Regions from separate parts of the Oryctolagus cuniculus genome. Here region 2 is linked to region 1. Evidence: chromatin contacts called from public Hi-C data. All regions are on one chromosome and are shown on one strand. Each heading gives the region's core, a stretch centred on a gene start, on an enhancer-like site or on the middle of the called end of the contact. The rest is flanking DNA. Distances are from core to core; before and after follow the strand shown.

The links. Hi-C and Micro-C count contacts between places; a contact is called where the count stands out from the background.
Region 2: a contact with region 1 is called in a Hi-C map of an unstated tissue, with 2.0 times the contacts expected there. The contact joins the enhancer-like site here to the promoter of MIER3 in region 1. A contact is called at or near these places in 2 of 6 Hi-C or Micro-C datasets (skin fibroblasts and an unstated tissue).

Annotation. Positions count from the first base shown.
Region 1 is chr14:77,632,581-77,638,852 of mOryCun1.1, forward strand. MIER3 (MIER family member 3) reads right to left here and starts at 2,448. Exons shown (of 12, transcript XM_070056720.1): 1 at 2,164-2,448. LOC127492822 (a long non-coding RNA gene) reads right to left here. Exons shown (of 5, transcript XR_007922613.2): 5 at 5,200-6,272.
Region 2 is chr14:77,887,057-77,893,328 of mOryCun1.1, forward strand. The region is part of intron 3 of GPBP1 (GC-rich promoter binding protein 1); the gene reads left to right. Among named protein-coding and RNA genes, the nearest start is that of GPBP1, 39 kb to the left of the region's middle. Within about 2 kb of position 4,070, at least 1 of the 8 cell types and tissues checked has an H3K27ac peak or open chromatin away from gene starts, as enhancers often do.

The DNA.
Region 1 (6,272 bases), core at 1,198-3,697:
TCTCAACTTTAACACAATGTAAATGCATTTCTTAATTATGAAAATGACAATAATGACACGGGGAGTTACAGCCAACAAGGAATCTAAGCAGCCCCTTGGAAATCTAAACCAAACTGCTGAAGTTGTTGGAAAGTCGATTTGGGATTAGCTGTTTCAGGCTTGGAGGAAAAAAACCAAGTGAAAATTTAAGACACACAACTTAAAAGTACTCTTGTAGGCCAGCAGCTCTTTAGCAGGATTATTTCCAGCCTGCAAGGGGCAAAAAGGAAGCAACCTAATAACCAAATGCACACCGAAGCTCTTAGAAACCAATGACGAAAAAAGGGATCATCTTGGGGGAAGGAAGGGAGGGAGATCTTTTAACAACGGAGCTCGGAGCCCCCGTTACCCTCTGGGAGTCACCCAAGAAGTAAGAAAACAGGACAAACCTGGGCTCGAACTTCCGAAAGAAGCCTAGGAGAGAGAAGAAAACGTGAGGTTAGATCGCGCGGCCAGGCAAGAGGCAGCGCAGGCAACAGGGCGCAGGGGAGGCGGGGCGAGCGCTCCGCCGCCGCCGCCGCCGCCGCTGCCAAAAGTGCAAGACGCAGCTCGGCTCCGCTCGCTCCAGGCCCCTTTCGGGCCCCCTCTTGGCTGCCTCGCCTTCCTCCCCCAGTCCCCAGCGTACACGCTCGCAGACCCGGGACGCAGCCCGGTCTCCAACACGCAACTCCTAAGCCGCTTCTTGGAGCTCAGCAAGTTACAAAGAGCAGAAGCAAAACCCAGACGACTCGCAGACTCGCAGCATCAGTCTCCCCACATCCCACCCGGCTCGCCGCCGCCCCCGACAACTCGTAGCAACCAAAATACCCTTTTCCAGGAAGGGACTCGCCCTCGATGCACCTCGACCGCCCCTCGGGGCCCGGGAGCCCCAACTCCGAGGCCATTCTCTTTCCGGGAACGTAGGCCGGCTCGAACCGGACACTCGACCCCCAAACCAAAGTGAGGGCCCCCCCCAACCCCCGCCCCTCGTTCAAGTCCAGAGACGCAGCCCCCCGACCCCAGGGATGCTGGCTCCTGCCAGGGCGTTCAGTCCCCGCCTGGGCCGCCAGCGCGCCCCCGGCTCCCGCGAGCTCCAGCCAAGGGGCTCCTGCCGCGCCCCCTCCCCCCAGCTCCCGAGTCCCGGGGGGCGGCCAGCGCAGCTTCGCCCGCCCAGCCCGGAGGGCAGAGGGGCTGTCGAGGCGCTCTCCCGGAGCGGGCGTCGACGGTCTGGGTCTGCTCGCTTTACCCCAGGGACTCTCGTACCTCCGGGGCTGCGGGGCAGGAGTCCCGCTCTTCTCCCGCGAAGCCCGGCGGCCGCGCATCCCGCTCGCCTCTGCGGCCGGGGCAAAGTGGAGCGTGCGGCCGCTCGGCGCCGAAGCCGGGGCGCGGTGGGCCGGGGGCGCAGCGCACTCCTCCCGCAGGGCAGTGGCGCAGCCCGCTCCCCGCTTTGCAATCCGGTCGCGGAGTGGGGGGGCTCGGCCGGTTTCCACCCACCTCGGCCCCGGGAAGAGGCGCGGAGGCGCCGGCGGCCCGCGTCAGCGGCCGGGGACACGGCACGGCGCCGTCCCCGGGCTGGGGCTCGCTGCCGCCGGCCGCCGCCCCCCGCCCGGCCCCGCAGCCCGGCCGGGCCGGGGCCGGAGCCGCCGAGGCCTAGTCCCGGAGGGAGACCGCTCCCGCGCCCGCTCCCGCCCCCCGGCCGGCCCCGCCGCGGCCCGTCGCCGCCCCGCGCCCCCCGCGCCGCTGCCCCGGCCCCCGGGGAGCCGCGGGAGGAGCCCCGGACTCCCCACGCCGGCCCGGGGGCCGCGGGGGGCCGCCGGGCGCCCGCTCCAGCCCGGCCGCTCCTGCCCGGTTTCCCTGCTCACCTCCGCCATATTGGTACCTTTAGGGCGAACGAGCAGCGCCGAGCCCAGTCCCCGGATGGGGCGCCTGAGCCAATCGCAGTCGCCGCCGCCGTCGCCGCCGCGGTCCGCCCGGCACCCGCCCGGCGGCGGAGGCGGCTCGGCCCCTTATAGGGCAGGGCGGCCCGCGACGCCCCCGGCCCGCTCGCACGCCCACCCCGCCCCGCGCCCTGCTCCTCTAGCCCCCTAGCCGCGCCCGCCGCCGTCGCCCGCGCGCCGCGCGCCGCGCGCCCGCACTCGCGCTCACCGCCCCTCTGCTCCCGGCTGGAGTAAAGTTCCTAGCGAACCGGACACAAGCCGGGGACAGACCCGCGTCCAGCCGGTCGAGGCCCAGGACCGGCCCTGGACACTCCGGCGCGGTGGGGCGTGGGGGAGACGGGCGGAGCCTGGGAGCGACCACTGGACGGACTTCCCTGAGGGGAGGCGAGCGAGCGACCAGACCGACGGGAGGGCGCGAGCCCTAGGAAATAGGAGAAGTGGCCGCCCGCCGGGCACTGGGTCCGTCCAGAGTGAGAGGACGGCGCCCCGGCTTCCCCCAGGAGACCTGCAGGGACGGGGATCAGGCACCTGCCAAGCAGGCTCTGGAAGGTAGTGAGCACAAGGAGAGACGCGAGACCGACCGGGCAGAGAATGAAGCTGAGCGCACTTGCACGAGTCAAAGAAGACGCTTGTAAAACATGAACTGTACACGTAGGGGGGGATTAGAGCAGTCCTAGGTGTTGGTAATCCCCAGATCGTCTGTGCGGTGACCCAGGGGTTGCAGGACCGACCCGTGGAAGGACAGGCATAGTGTATCCAAACCCTGGAGGGATCTCAAAAACGCGACCCCCTAAAAGGCCACTCGTGTCTTGGGAAGCTAGTCCAATGGGGAAGACAGGGCTCAACAGGTGTAGCTGCTCCTACTTCAGGCTGTTTGCTCGTCCTAGGGGGAGCCTTCACCTCCGTGAAGCCCACAAAACACAGGGCAGTGTACACTGGCAGCTGGTTGGTGGCGTCCAGAAGTGGATCCTGCCAATCTGGAAGACGCACGGTGTCCTCAGTCCTCGGGTGGGGGACCAGAAAGAATGCTGTGTGTGGAGAAGAAAGGATGCTTTCAGGCCCAAGGAGAGGTGGGGAGCACACGCAGTCAGGACTGACCGGCCCGGACCCCTCAGGGATTTGGCGAAATGAGCCCAGCTGCTTGCTAACACACGCCTGGGAGGAAATGATAGCGGTGAGGTTTCTGGTGTGATGTCACAGTTGAGAAACCTCGTAGAAGCTAAAGCTTTCAATCCAGGCGTGAAAGGTCTGGATTTTAACCTGGGGTCTCCCAGGGGGACATACTGAGGACCAGGCTGGAGAATCGGTCAGGGAGGAGGAGGGAGGGTTATTCTTGAAATGTTTTGCCAAGACATCTCAATATCAAGTTTACACCGCTGGTAAGTGTTATTTCTCTATGGAAATTTTAGGGAAAAATCACTTCAGCTATTCCAAAACATCATAAAGACATGGAAAATTACACTTTCCCAGCACTGAAAGATATCTTGTGACCTTTTGTCCAGTCAAATAACTCCAAAACAGCTGAACTTTGAAACCAGAGGCTTGGCACACGTTGTACGTACTGTCCTCAATGAGGCGTTCAGAGTTTTCGAAGTAAAAAATGGCTTGCAGCTAAATGCAAGTGATTCACTTTCAACCAGAGGCAGGGAGCACACCTTTTGCACAGAACTCCAAGTAGTCCCTGTGTGGCACAACACAGGCAAGACCCAGACAGGGGCCTCAGACAAAGTGTTCCCAGCAGCGGCGCCACAAAACACATCTTCACGGCAAACCTGCCTAATCGGAACTGTAAACGTGGCACGTCTGAGACACGGATGCACGCACTTTTCAAAGACTTAGTAGTGTTTCCGCAGGTTCTCTTTTTATTTGCTTGTAAGGATTTTTGTATAGGCAACTGTGATGCTATCCATCCTGCCACATGATTCAGGGAGTCCATGTCCCTGGTGTAAAATAAGGATGCATAAAAACACAAACGAAGCTAAATTCATTAGCAGTGTAAGGAAGCAGAGCTACTTTCTAACCCCGATAACTAGAGAAAAAGTTTGTCATCCAGTCTTACACCACACAATCCTTTCTGGATAAAGCCTGTTACGTAAATGGATGGCTCTTTCATTGTTTTTTTTTTTTTTTTTTTTTTTTTTTTTTTTTTTTGACAGGCAGAGTGGACAGTGAGAGAGAGACAGAGAGAGAAAGGTCTTCCTTTGCCGTTGGTTCACCCTCCAATGGCTGCCGCTGCAGCCGGCGCACCGCGCTGATCCTGGCAGGAGCCAGGAGCCAGGTGCTTTTCCTGGTCTCCCATGGGGTGCAGGGCCCAAGCACCTGGGCCATCCTCCACTGCACTCCCTGGCCATAGCAGAGAGCTGGCCTGGAAGAGGGGCTACCGGGACAGAATCCGGTGCCCCGACCGGGACTAGAACCCGGTGTGCCGGCGCCGCAAGGTGGAGGATTAGCCTATTGAGCCACGGCGCCGGCTATCTTTCATTGTTTTTGATGACAAGACTTCCAAGAGTCAAAACAGATAAAAAGCTCTGCTTGTTCCAGGAGATCTAAATAAAAACACTGCTTCTGACTATTTCACCATGTAACAGGTGACACGACAGAAAGTAAGTCCCATGGTGCATGCTGGGCATGGTGGGAGCACCTTCTTTTTTAAACTTTTATTTAATAAATATAAATTTCCAAAGTACAGCTTTTGGGTTACAGTGGCCCCCCCCATAACCTCCCTCCCACCTGCAACCCTCCCATCTCCCGCTCCCTCTCCCATCCCATTCACATCAAGATTCATTTTCAATTATCTTTATATACAGAAGATCAATTTAGTATACATTAAGTAAAGATTTCAACAGTTTGCACCCACACAGAAACACAAAGTGTGAAGTACTGTTTGAGTACTAGTTATAGCATTAATTCACATACAGCACATTAAGGACAGAGATCCTACATGGAGTATAGTGCACAGTGACTGCTGTTGTTGATTTAACAATTGACACTCTTGTTTATGGCGTTAGTAATCACCCTAGGCTCTAGTCATGAGTTGCCAAGGCTATGGAGGCCTTTTGAGTTCGCTGACTCTGATCTTATTTAGACAAGGTCGTAGTCAAGGTGGAAGTTCTCTCCTCCCTTCAGAGAAAGATACCTCCTTCTTTGATGGCCCATTCTTTCCACTGGGATCTCATCTCATTCACAGAGATCTTTCATTTAGTTTTTTTTTGTTTTTTTTTGTTTTTTTTTTTTTTTTTGGCCAGGGTGTCTTGGCTTTCCATGCCTGAAATACTCTCATGGGCTTGTTAGCCGGATCCAAATGTCTTAAGAGCTGATTCTGAGGCCAGAGTGCTATTTAGGACATCTGCCATTCTATGAGTCTGCTGTGTATCCCACTTCCTATGTTGGATCATTCTCTCCTTTATAATTCTATCAGTTAGTATTAGCAGACACTAGTATTGTTAATGTGATCCCTTTGACTCTTATGATCAATTATGAACCGAAACTGATCACTTTAACTAGTGAGATGGCATTGGTACATGCCACCTTGATGGGATTGAATTGGAATCTCCTGGCACATTTCTGTCTCTACCATTTGGGGCAAGTCTGATTGAGCATGTCCCAAACTGTACATCTCCTCCCTCTCTTATTCCCACTCTTATATTTAACAGGGATCACTTTTCAGTTAAATTTAAACACCTAAGAATAATTGTGTGTTAATTAAAGAGTTCAACCAATAGTATTAAGTAGAACAAAAAAAATACTAAAAGGGATAAAGCATTAAGTTGTTCCTCGACAGTCAGGACAAGGGCAGATCAAGTCATTGTTTCTCATAGTGTCCATTTCACTTCTACAGGTTTCCATTTTGGTGCTCGGTTAGTTGTCACCAATCAGGGAGAACATATGATATTTGTCCCTTTGGGACTGGCTTATTTCACTCAGCATGATGTTTTCCAGATTCCTCCATTTTGCTGCAAATGACCGGATTTCATTGTTTTTTACTGCTGTATAGTATTCTATAGAGTACATATCCCATAATTTCTTTATCCAGTCTACTGTTGATGGGCATTTAGGTTGATTCCAGGTCTTAGCTATTGTGAATTGAGCTGCAATAAACATTAAGGTGCAGACAGCTCTTTTATTTGCCAATTTAATTTCCTTTGGGTAAATTCCAAGGAGTGGGATGGCTGGGTTGTATGGTAGGGTTATATTCAGGTATGGTGGGAGCACCTTAAAAGTGCTTGTTCCTTGTGCTCTAGGTAATTACAGTCCAATTCCTGTAGGTGGTTGAGGGGGACAAGAGCAAGGAAAGCTCAGAACTAAAACCATGGTAAC
Region 2 (6,272 bases), core at 2,820-5,319, 260 kb after region 1:
TTAATAATTTCTGTTGTAGTCTTCTGAAGACTTGCCTTCGTTTTTACTTGTAGATAAAATGTTTTTAAAAATTGGGGATTTTTGAAGTCCTTTTGTTTATCTGGAAGGCTTTTTCCAACATTAATAAGGCTTTGAATGCTCTGTGACTGAAATCTCAAAAGTAATATGAAATTGCAACATTGTTACTTATCAGGACTAATGAAAGAAATGCTCATTTTGGCCGGCGCCGCGGCTCACTAGGCTAATCTTCCGCCTAGCGGCGCCGGCACACCGGATTCTAGTCCCGGTCGGGGCGCCGGATTCTGTCCCGGTTGCCCCTCTTCCAGGCCAGCCCTCTGCTGTGGCCCGGGAGTGCAGTGGAGGATGGCCCAGGTGCTTGGGCCCTGCACCCCATGGGAGACCAGGAAAAGCACCTGGCTCCTGGCTCCTGCCATCGGATCAGCGCGGTGCGCCGGCCGCGGCGGCCATTGGAGGGTGAACCAACGGCAAAGGAAGACCTTTCTCTCTGTCTCTCTCTCTCACTGTCCACTCTGCCTGTCAAAAAAAAAAAAAAAAAAAAAAAAAAAAAAAAAAAAAAAAAAAAAGAAATGCTCATTTTACTTAAAAACAAAAGTTGAATACTTCACAAATTTTCTAATGTTTAAGACTGTTGCAAGGTATTGAAATTGTACTCTATTTTCAAGATATGCTTAGGAGAAAATATATTAGTGATTTCCTTTAAAGTACTAGTCTGATTGTAAAGTGGGAAATACCCAATATTTTTCTTTTGATAAAAGTCATAATAATTCATCATACTTGTGAACAGAACTGTTACTGGGAAACTTTTGATGGACCTTTTTCAGCATTGTCTAGTGTAAACATAGAAACTACAGGTGGACATAGATATAACTGTCTGTTTGCTTGTAAACAATTAGAAAATTAGAGGAACCCATATAATTAAATAAATCTAACTTTTTATTTCCAGAAAAGAAATTCTTAATGACCTTTTGCACTTTTGAGATTTTTTCATGATAATTTATTCTTTTGGTTCAGTCAAGCTATTTTCATTAGAAAGTACTTTGTTTAGGTATTTTGTTGTTTAGATTAGAAACCGTGTGAGAAAAGGAAAAAAAAGTTTTTCCACTTTAGATCAATTTCTATGACCAGATGTATTTCCCCATCCCATAAAACACATCATCAGTGTTCCAGTGCACACCAAGTAGGTATTCTGTAATTCAGTTCCATTCTGACACTGTCCACTTGGACATAGTGGCACTTCCACAGGTCAAAGGCTGAATCCCAGAAAACTAGATTCCCAAGCGTTGAAGGCAAGTGTAGACAACTGGCCACAAAACAGGATTACTTCAAATATTGCTTGATATCTCAGAATTTGCAAACATTTAAGGTTGCCAGTTTATTACAAGGATGCAGATGAAAAGATGGGTAGGGGGCAATATAGGGGAGGAAGGGCAGTTGAACTTCAAGAGGCTATCTAGAGGCCCTTACCCTGTGTAACCTCAGTAACATAAATGGTTCATTAAGAAAAACAATATGAAAACAATACTCCTATCTCTGAGGAGCTTTATGACCAGGAACCAGAGACAAAGACCAAATGTTTTTCATGTTATACCATGCACTGTTGAGGCAGATACTAGTTTTAATGTTTTCTACAGTGTTTTATGAATATGCTGATTTTATAAATGCTCTGTATGTAGAGATTTTTTTATTTACTGATTTGAGAGGTAGAGTTACAGATAGTGAGAGGGGGTGACAGAGAGAAAGGTCTTCCTTCTGTCAGTTCACTCCCCAAATGGCTATAACGGCTGGATCGGATGCCAGGAGCCAGGAATTTTTCCGGGTCTCCCATATGGGTGCAGGGGCCCAAGGACTTGGGCCATCTTCCACTTGGCTTTCCCAGGCTATAGCAGAGAGCTGGGTCAGAAGAAGAGCAGCCAAGGCTAGAACCGCTGCCGTCTTGGGATACTGGAACTGCAGGAGGAGGCTTAACCCAGTACGCCACAGCGCAAGCCCCAAACACATGCCTTTTAGTAATACCTCTTTCTGTTCACCTTTTTTCTGGCGTATCCTTTCATCTCAGAATCACTATGGGTTCTTATTTGTAATTAACTTTTTTCTCTGCCAGAGATTGTTTGCCTATATTGTTTTTATACTTTTAATCTTGTCCTCAATAAATGGGTAAATCATTAATTACTACTATGTTTCTATTTCAGTTTAATGTCAATCTTACATTTTTTGTTTTGAAAATTGATGCAAATTAGAGTAAAAATAACCTCAGAACTGCACTTAGGTAGTTTTCTGAGACTTGTAGAATGTTAGCCCCATCATGTGGTGAAATTTTAAAGTGCATGTGGCTGATGTCCATGCCTTAAGGCAGTGGTTTGTGAACTATTGATTATATTCCATGGTGAGCAATAAATTTTACATAGTGTTTTGTTTGCATGCTGATGTAAATAAAAGCTTCCTATGAATGTCTGTGATGCAACAATATTTTTTTCATGATCTTTTATTCCATTAAGTAATATTTTTTAGTTGAATATATGCTGAAGTAGTTCCAGATACAGAAAAATTTAGGTAGCTAGAAAATTCTCTTTGATCTTTTTTAAAAGACTGATTTATTTATTTGAAAGAGTTATACAGGAAGAGAAAGAGCAAGTGATCAAGAGAGATTGTCCATCCGCTGTTTCACTCCTCAGATGACTGCAATAACTAGAGTTGGGCCAGGTGAAGCTAGGAGCCAAGAGCTTCTTTGGGTCTCCCAAATGGGTGCAGGGGCCCAGTTACTTTGGCCATCTTCTTTCACTGCTTTTCCCAGGTCATCAGCAGGGATCTGGAATGGAAATGGAGCAGCCTGGTCTCATTTGGGATCTGCTATGCCACAATGCTGGCCCTGCTTTGGGGGGAAGCAGGGGAAAGGGAGAGAGGGAGAGAGAGGGAGAGGGAGAGGGCACAGCAATACACGATTTTGAGAAGCATTACTGTAACATTTTACCCTGCAGGCATAACACTGATCAAAATTTTTTTTTTTTTTTTTTTTTTTTTTTGACAGGCAGAGTTAGTGAGAGAGAGGCAGAGAGAAAGGACTTCCTTCTGTTGGTTCACCCCCCAAATGGCCGCTACGGCCGGCGCCCTGCGCTGATCCAAAGCCAGGAGCCAGGTGCATCCTCCTGGTCTCCCATGCGGGTGTAGGGCCTAAGCACTTGGGCCATCCTCCACTGCTTTCCCGGGCCACAGCAGAGAGCTGGACTGGAAGAGGAGCAACCAGGACAGAATCTGGCACCTGAACCGGGACTAGAACTCGGGGTGCTGATGCTGCAGGCAGAGGATTAGCTTAGTGAGCTGCGGTGCCGGCCCATCAAAATTATTTATATATAATGCAGTTTAATGTATGAACTAACTGCTGGTGAACAGCCGGTGCATTATCATTTTCACTTAGAGTTCCATAAGTGTTTCAAAATTTTTCTAAACTTAAGTCTTCATTCACTCCCCACATCTGTTTCCCTTTTTGAGTGACCCTATTGCGAATGATCAGTGGAGTTGATTGAATCCTGAATGTGTCTTCTGTGTTGCCGTTTCTAGGTTCTTTTGATCAGTCCTTGGCATATTCTGTGAGAATCCTTTTCTTTCACTACTGCTGATGTAGTGATTGGTGCTTTGGTTACTATACTCTTTGAATTGATGTCCTTCTGGTGTTTGCTTTTCATCTGATGTGTCACTCTTTTGCTGCATGTTTTCCACTGAATGCAGATTATAGTTGGAAAAACATAGGCTTGCTGATTTAGCCTACTGTAATTGTGAAGTTGTGCTTGTTTTGCCTTGATTGATTTAGAGTTGTTCTGAGCTAATCATGAAAATAGGTGCAGGTTGATGAGCATGATTGCTCCCTCAGTTTCCTGAGAGAAGTAAAAAATTGTCCAGTTTGTCACATTGTATAGTGTAGTGCCTACCTAGTTGAAGGTGGATGACCTGCATTTTTTTAGCTGAATTCTCTTACATCTTTGGCCCTTTTGCTAGAATACATTCTGTCCTCCACTTTGCCTAGCTAACTGACTCATCTTTTATTACTCAGCTCATGAGTCACCTCCAAGAACGTGTAACATCTCTCTCTCTGGTTCAACCCTGATGTGCAGATCTGAGATATATGCTTGTCTTTTGTTCTTGGAATCTAGCACATAATCCGTTTAATCTTCTTTGCTTTAGTACAGTCTTTTGCCTTACAACCCAAAAAAAAAAAAAGTTTTATTCTATTTTTAAAAATAAATTTTCTCATTGGAAGACTTCACAAAATATCACTCCTTACAAAGTTAGCAATGCTTAAGTCATAACATAAGTTAAAACTAGGAACAACAGGCTTAAATTCTGAGGAATATCTTTTCAGAGTTCTAGAAAAGGATTTACAGTTAGTAAAGATAATAAGATAAATAAAGACAATAAGAGTAATTAGTAGCTAAGATTGAGCATTAAGTTAGGTGATAAAAATTTGTATAGTCATATTTTTACTAGACTAGACTTGAAAAATCCTTGAGTTTGGCCTATCATTTTTATATCCCCTAAGGTCTGGCCAAGACCAGTATCTTTCTGTAGTCACTTACAGCGAATTACTATTGTTTCAGTAACCATGCAGTTTTTTTATTGAATGGACATATGTGTTAGTGGACTAGACTGCAGAAGTATCTGGGTATCTCTTGAATTTATTTGTAGGGTAAATTCCTTTCAATAGAATTGTCATGTCAGAAAGTTTGTACATTTTTGTAGATGATGCTTAGCTGGTGATCAAAAGTTTTTGCCAATTTTATAATCACATCATAATTTTCAGTTTTGATAATACTGGGCATGTTTTTTATTTCTAAATCTTCCAGGAATTAAATGAGAAAATATTTTTTTGTGTTGACTTGCATTGTTTGTGGCCAGTTTTTGGAGGAACTGGCTCTGCGAACTGTTAGTTAATATAATCATATAGTGATTTTGTAATGGCTATTTTCATGTTAAGGGCCTTGTTTGCTGTTTACCTTGCAAGTATTTTCCTGCAGCTTGTTTGATTTGACTATGTAGGAGGGTTCAATGAAATATTTTAATGTACAAATATACAGAATAGGTATTTTTAAAAATATTTATTTATTTGGGCCGGCGCCACGGCTCACTAGGCTAATCCTCCGCCTAGTGGCGCCGGCACACCGGGTTCTAGTCCCGGTCGGGGCGCCGGATTCTGTCCTGGTTGCCCCTCTTCCAGGCCAGCTCTCTGCTGTGGCCCGGGAGTGCAGTGGAGGATGGCCCAAGTGCTTGGGCCCTGCACCCGCATGGGAGACCAGGAGAAGCACCTGGCTCCTGCCTTCGGATCAGCGCTGTGTGCCGGCCACAGCGCGCCGGCCGCAGCAGGCATTGGAGGGTGAACCAACGGCAAAGGAAGACCTTTCTCTCTGTCTCTCTCTCTCACTGTCCACTCTGCCTGTCAAAAAAAAAAAAAAAAAGTGTTTGTGTACTTTAAATTCATATAAATGATTATTCATATTTCTGCTCTTGTTTACGTGTTATGTCTCTTAGATATATTCCATGTTTGTAGACTTAGTGTGATTATCTTAAACTTTGTGTAGTACTATATTTTGTGTCCATATACTACATTCTATTCATTTACCTTTCAATTTTTATAACACTACATACTATAAAGAATACAACATTAAATATTCTTATAATGTCTCCTTGTTGCTGTATAAGATTTTTTAGACTACTGCCTCTTGGACTTTAATGGGAATGAAAATTGCTTGGAAGAATTTTGTTAAAATGCAGATTTTGATTCATTCGGTCTTTGCTGGGTCCCCAAATTATAGAGACATCCAAGTGATGCTGATTCTGTCTTCTCTGTATACCTCACTTTGAATAACGCTGAAAGCTGCAGTTAGAAGTAAAAAATGGAACTTGACTAGACATTGCTAGATTCCTCTCCTATGTCATTTTCTAATATACATAGGCTTCTGTATGCTATGTCTAACCATTTTCTTTATCCTCTTGCCAGAACTTTGTCAAAATACCAGCATTCAGATTTTTGCCAAACTGTTTTATGAAATGCATTTTTGCTGTTTCTTGCACGTTGGGTTTACATTTCTGTGAATTGCCAATTCATGTTCTTTAATTCTTCTTTTGAATTGCTTTTCAAAATACTTGTTTAGGAAACACACATATATGTGTTCTTTAGTGTATTATTTTTTAAGATTTATTTTTGCCTATTTTAATGGCTGAGTAATGGAGGGAGGGAGACAGAGAAAAGAGATCTTTTATTT